Linked DNA regions of Oryctolagus cuniculus: region 1 is linked to region 2. A link is a contact called in public Hi-C data. All regions are on one chromosome and are shown on one strand. The core of a region is the stretch at or near the end of the contact, and the rest is flanking DNA. Distances in the headings are between cores, read along the strand shown. Region 1 has its middle 540 kb from the start of MYC. Region 2 has its middle 320 kb from the start of LRATD2.

Region 1 (3,319 bases), core at 449-2,948, 390 kb after region 2:
CAACTATCTTATTCAGAGACGATTATGCTAAAAGAAAACCCCAAGAAATATATAAATTATCAGAACTAACAAGTGAATTTAGCAAGATATCAAATATAGAGTTGTATTCAAAAGTTAATTATATTTCTAAACACAAACAACAGAAAAATCAGAGAACCGTAAAAAGAACATTTATAATCACATCAAAGCTTTCAACTTAAGAATAAATTTAATCAGAGATTCCAAGATCTCAAAGCTGGACATTGGAAATAATTGATGACAGAAAGTAAATGGAACTTAAATAAATGAAGAGACTTAGGATAGTCATGGTTTGTAAGACTGTTGCGAAGATGTAGATACTCTAAAAAATAACCTATAGACAATATAATCTAATTTAAAACAAGGAATCTTCCTACAATTATGGATCTTATAATCTGGAGGGCAGAGAGACATTATAAAGAAAACTGTACAAAATAGGAATCCCAATTAAAGTCTCTGAAGTTCCCTTTCATTATTGTTGTTACAATAAGCATGCTGGGACTCATAGAATGGCAGATGTCCTAAACAGCAATTCTGGCCTCTGAATCAGCCCTAAAGTCATTCGAATCTGGCTGAAAAGCCCATGAGAGTATTTCAGGCATAGAAAGCCAAGACACTCTGGAAAAAAAAAAAAAAACACCTAAATGAAAGATGAAAGATCTCTGTCAGTGAGATCCCAGTGGAAAGAACAGGTCTTCAAAGAAGGTACATTTCTCTGAAGGGAGGAGAGAACTTCCACTTTGACTATGACCTTGTCTAAATAAGATAGGAGTTGGAGAACTCAAAAGGCTTCCATAGCCTTGGAAATTCATGACTGGAGCATAGGGAGATTACTGATGCCATAAACAAGAGTGTCAACTTGTTAAGTCAACAACAGGAGTCACTGTGCACTTACTCCTCATGTAGGATCTCTGTCCTTAATGTGCTGTACATTGAGATTTAATGCTATAACGAGTACTCAAACAGTATTTTTCACTTTGTGTTTCTATGGGGGTGCAAACTGTTGAAATCTTTACTTAATGTATACTAAACTGATCTTCTGTATATATAGAAAATTGAAAATGAATCTGGATATGAATGGAAGGGGAGAGAGAACGGGAAAGGGGAGGGTCGCGAGTGGGAGGGAAGTCATCGGTGGGGGGGAGCCAATGTAATCCATAAGCTGTACTTTGGAAATCTATATTCATTAAATAAATGTTAAAAAAAAAGAATAAGCATGCTGGCTGGAGCCGTGGCTCACTTGGGTAATCCTCCACCTGCGGCACTGGCACCCCGGATTCTAATCCCTGTTGGGTTGCCGGTTCTGTCCTGGTTGTTCCTCTTCCAGTCCAGCTCTCTGCTGTGGCCTGGGAAGGCAGTGGAGGATGGCCCAAGTGCTTGGGCCCTGCACCAGCATGGAAGACCAGGAGGAAGCACCTGGCTCCTGGCTTCAGATTGGCACAGCGCCAGCCATAGCGACCATTTTGGGGGGTGAAACAATGAAAGGAAGACCTTTCTCTCTGTCTCTCTCTCTCTCACTGTCTAACTCTGCCTGTCAAAAAAAAGAATAAGCATGCTAATTCCAAAATTTATTTAGAAATGCAGAGCACCAAGAAAAGAAAAAGGATTGCAGAAGAAGGAAGCCTAGACTTACACCATCTGTTTTGGAAACCAACTACAGAGCTGTGATTGTTGACACTGTGCAAATTGGTATAAGAATAGACAAACTGATGGATGAAATAAAAGATAGAGTTCAGAAATATAAGCACACATACATAGTCACCAGATTTATGACTTAGAGGCAAATGTAAGCAGGGTAAGGATTGTGATCTATATAAATAGTGCTATTGGGTACCTGCATGGCAAAAACAAACTTTGATTCTTGCTTTTTTATAATATGCATTGGCTTTTTTAAAAACTCCTCATATTCATAGATTTCCAAATTCAAAATAGACATATTTTCATTCCATTTTCCATGAGATTTTTGAAATGTCCTCATACGGTACTTAAAAATAATTATAGACAGAGGATATACCAAACAAGAGCCATCAAAAAAGTAGCTTATATGGGGGAAAGGATAGTTTTACACCCCTTGGGGTAGCAGATATTTCTTTAACAGGATGCAAACAATGAAAAGGCAAGCTAGGATAGGCTATAAATATAGGAACAAAAAATATTGAATGTCACACAGATCATTCATCAGTAAAATGCAAATTGAAACTTCTATGAGTTACCACTGCATACTCGTGAGAATGGTTAAAAGTTTTTAAAACCTAACAGAAACAACCATTGATGTGTAAGAGAAGAGGAACTCAAACATTGCTAGCTGTTCACTGTGTGCAAATTAATTCATTCTTTAAGGGGCCTGCATTGTGGCACAGTAGGTTAAGCCACCACTTGCAAAGCCAGCATCCCATATCAGAACACCAGTTTGAGTCCCAGTTACTCTGTTCAATCCAGCTTCCTGCTAATGTGATTTGGAAGGCAGTGGAAAATGGCTCAAGTATTTAGGCCCCTGACATCCATGTAGGAGACCAAGATGGAGTTCTTGGACCCTGTGTTTGGCCTGCTTCAGAACTGTTTGTTGCTGACATTTAGGAAACAAAACAGCAGATTAAAGATTCTCTTTCTCTCTCTCTCTCTCTCTCTCTCTCTCTCTCTCTCTCTCCCCCTCTGTCTCTCTGTCTCTCTGTTTCTGTAGCTCTGCCTTTCAAAATACATAAAAATCTCTTTGAAAAATTCAATCCCTTTGAAAAGCAGCTGGCAGTATCTGGTAAAGATAAGCATTTGTATATACCATGCTCCATAAACTCCATTCCTGGAGATATACTCAAAAGAAATAAAATACAATAAAAGATACACACAAAAATATGATTAGCAACATTGATTCGTAGCATCCAAAAACTAACAGAAAGTCAAATGTTCAACATGAAAAATAAAAAAGTATGTTTTTATGGAATGCAACAATACTGAGCAATAAAAGAACAAATTACTAATATCAGTATATGCAATAACATGGAATGAACTCACTAATTCTATGCTGAGTGACAGAAATCAGACACAAAAAAATGCAAACAGTATGATTCAATTGCTACTGTTGAAATCCTTACTTAATGTATACTAAGCTGATCTTCTGTATATTAAGATAATCGAAAATGAATCTTGATGTGAATGGAAGGGGAGAGGGAGTGGGAAAGGGGAGGGTTGTGGGTGGGAGGGACGGTATGGGGGGGAAGCCATTGTAATCCATAAGTCGTACTTTGGAAATTTATATTCATTAAATAAAAGATAAAAAAAATGATTCAATTGCTATAAAGTTCTA
Region 2 (3,319 bases), core at 362-2,861:
CTAATGTTCAAGGATGGCGAAGAATACTGTGTGAACAAAAAACAGTCAGGAGTATGTGCTTTTTCTACAAGATTAAAAACCATGAGGTCGGGCCAGTGCCGTGGCTCACTAGGCTAATCCTCCGCCTTGCGGCGCTGGCACACTGGGTTCTAGTCCCGGTCGGGGTGCCGGATTCTGTCCCGGCTGCCCCTCTTCCAGGCCAGCTCTCTGCATGGCCAGGGAGTGCAGTGGAGGATGGCCCAAGTGCTTGGGCCCTGCACCCACATGGGAGACCAGGAGAAGCACCTGGCTCCTGCCATCGGATCAGCGTGGTACGCCGGCCGCAGCACGCCAGCGGCGGCGGCCATTGGAGGGTGAACCAACGGCAAAAAGGAAGACCTTTCTGTCTGTCTCTCTCTCTCACTGTCCACTCTGCCTGTCAAAAAAAAAAAAAAAAAAAAAAAAAAAAAAAAAAAAAACCAAAAACACCATAAGGTCATGAAACACAAATGTGGTGCTGGAACCAATCAGATCCAGCTGCCTGTGTGTGCTTGGTGATAAATGTGTCCTCTCGGGTCAGTGGCGAGAGGACACATGACTTGTTTAATGGCTCGAGACAATTGATGCCACATTTGGATGACGATCATGTTAGCTTCCTTTAAATGGTGCACAAGGATAATTCACATGGAGGAACTAGAAGCGTAAACATGCTAGAATTCTTACTGAAAGGTAATATTAGGGGCTATTTTTATACTGTGAATAGGAGGAGGGCTTCCTAAGCAACACAGGAAATGCAGAGTCTGTAAAGGAAAGACAAAATGATCCCTTTCCGTTATCTTAGAAAACAATAATAGCCATTTCAAAAATTGCGAATGAAAAGACGTCTCTTAAGGAAAGAAGGCAGAAAAGCGATGAGCAAGAATTTGCAACTGACACAGCAAAGGGATGGTATGCTAGCTGCAGAAAGCTCCCACAAATTAAGAATTAGGAGGAAGACAAAGCACAATGAATGAGTGCGTCTTTTTAAGGCCTTATTTTTTAATTCAAAGCAAAAGTGTAGTTTGTCCCATGCACTCAACAGATAAAAGTTGAAGAAATCCTGTGAGGAATCCTCCCTTCTCAAAGCTCCATTTCGACCTTGAATTCACATGACGTATCTTAACAACAGATGAATCAAAACGTGTTCAGTCCCATTCATATTTCTTTAAAGACTATTTGACCATCACACCCCAGCCACTGTAGCCAGGCTTCTGTGAGGGGTGATGGTGAAACACAGGGAGATCCCCCAGGAACAGGGCTGGGCAAAGAGGAGAGACTGACTCAATTGTTTCTCATCCACTTTTCTTCTACTTCAAAGCATAAAGTGTTTCAAAGAAAAGGAAAGAGAAAAGGAGAGAGGGAGACAGGAAGGAAGAAAGAGACGGAGGAGGGAGGGAGGGAGGGAGGAGGGGAGAGGAGGGAGGGAGGAAGGGAGAAGAGAGAGGCCAGACTGGGTCCTGTGGAATTTGGCAGACCCTTCCTGGTGCTGTTCCTCATCTAGCCACTTGATGGCGGCATGAGCATGGCGGCGCTGCCTCGCTCTCAGCCTGGCACTTTAAATTCCCAGCTTTAAAGCCGGGGGCGCCTGGGTGTGTTTGTGTTTGCGCCTGCGAGTCAAACTGTGCCCAGCCTCAGCCCTCTCCGCTGATCCCTAATGCAGGTCGACAAGAAAATCGACAAGGGTTTCACGATCTTTCTTCTCATGAAAATCCCAACAGGACTTTGATAGTGTAAAGGACATTGTAGAATTTCCTTAAAGACGCAACGTCTGCCCCTCCGGGTGTGCAATCTGTGTGCAGGTACAGCAGTTAATGAGCCGCAGGCTGGCGGCTCCCAAGGCCGGGCTGGAGCAGTCAGCTGCTGCGGTGATGGGAACTGCCATCAGCAGCTCTGCACCAACACGCCCAGGGCTGGAAAATGTGATTTGTGACACAGCAGCATGGGAATAATAATGGAAACGTAAGTGCTCTGGGCTGACGGCTCTTTCAGTTGCAAAGCTGCTTCAGCTCAGAGGACAGGAGCTGTACTTCTTAGCTTCCATTTCTTTGGGGCAACCTGAGGCACGCCCTGCAACTGTCCTGCCCCTGGAGACTAGGATGTTTCCTTGAACCCCAGGCAAGGCTGTCCCTTAAACCCTGCAAGGACCTGCCTGGGCTGCGCAAGCTCCCTGTGGTTGCCTGTCTCTACAAGCGGCACCGCCCAAGTCATGGCTCAGGCTTTGAAACCTGTTCTCATCTGATGCTGCCCAAGACACGCTGTCATATTGATAGGGTTTTGTTTTCTGGTTTTGCCTTCTGAAAAAAAAAATTAAATCCTCGCCTATGCGCTTCCCTGTATAGTTTACACTCATATCTCTCTTGGGCTTTAGCACAGTATAGATAGGAGGCAAAACTATTGACATGGCTGTCAGACTGGGACACAGGGAATCAGACAGCTGGAACGACATGCCCAGGGTCTCCATTCCCTGCTCAGTGGTGGCCAGCAGGGAACAATAAGGTGGTTTTCCCAGGTTGGAGTTGCCATTTGCTTGCTTTCAGTTGCCTGCTGTCTCTGAGGTCCAGCTTCCTGATGTGTTTCACCAGGAGAAAGATGCCAGTCTCCCGGGCATTTCTGGGGGGCTCTGGGAGGACTGACTGATATCATACACTTGAAATGCTTAGCGAGGGGCCCCTGGGTGTCTGAGGCCAGGAGAGTGGGAGGACAGACTGTATGGAACAGTGCCTGAACAAGCTCCCGTTGTCCCAGCCCAGGGTCTCTGCAAACATTTCCATGCGGATCAGCACTTGTGCAAGCTGCTCCTCCAGCCGCTGAGCTTCTCTGGCTGACAGTAGAACTTGGCTAAGCTTTGAAGGGTGGACTCTCCAAAGGATGAGTGGACAATGGGCCATGGGCACTGTTGGGGGAAATGTAGCCCTTTCTCTTTCCCTAAGGCTATGGGTTCTGAGACACATCTCAAACATGAGCTACCATCACTCCCCATCATAGCTGATTTAACAGCACATTTCTATACTCATGCCCCATCTTTCTGCCTACCTCTTGTTCCTTGGAGTCGCCTGCCTTATGCTGCTGTAGCAGCTCTGATTCATGCTGTGCATCTGGGAACACAGGTCAGGACAAGTTCAGACGGGACTCAGATTCCAAGGTCAGAATCTTTGGATATCCAGAAGCATACACTCCCAGGCTTTTTTTGATGTCCAGGGCAGGCAGCTTGAGCCAAGGGCAAGTCTGGCCAGGTCAAAAGTCTTTCCAGAGCACCTCACAAGTTTTTGGGGGTGTCCACAGGGCACCCAAGTTCCTAAAG

The links. Hi-C and Micro-C count contacts between places; a contact is called where the count stands out from the background.
Region 1: a Hi-C map of an unstated tissue shows a contact between it and region 2, with 3 times the contacts expected there. The contact joins two enhancer-like sites. A contact is called at or near these places in 2 of 6 Hi-C or Micro-C datasets (skin fibroblasts and an unstated tissue).

What each region holds. Positions count from the first base shown.
Region 1 is chr6:152,908,438-152,911,756 of mOryCun1.1, forward strand. No RefSeq gene overlaps it. Among named protein-coding and RNA genes, the nearest start is that of MYC, 540 kb to the right of the region's middle. Within about 2 kb of position 1,699, at least 1 of the 8 cell types and tissues checked has an H3K27ac peak or open chromatin away from gene starts, as enhancers often do.
Region 2 is chr6:152,523,375-152,526,693 of mOryCun1.1, forward strand. No RefSeq gene overlaps it. Among named protein-coding and RNA genes, the nearest start is that of LRATD2, 320 kb to the left of the region's middle. Within about 2 kb of position 1,612, at least 2 of the 8 cell types and tissues checked have an H3K27ac peak or open chromatin away from gene starts, as enhancers often do.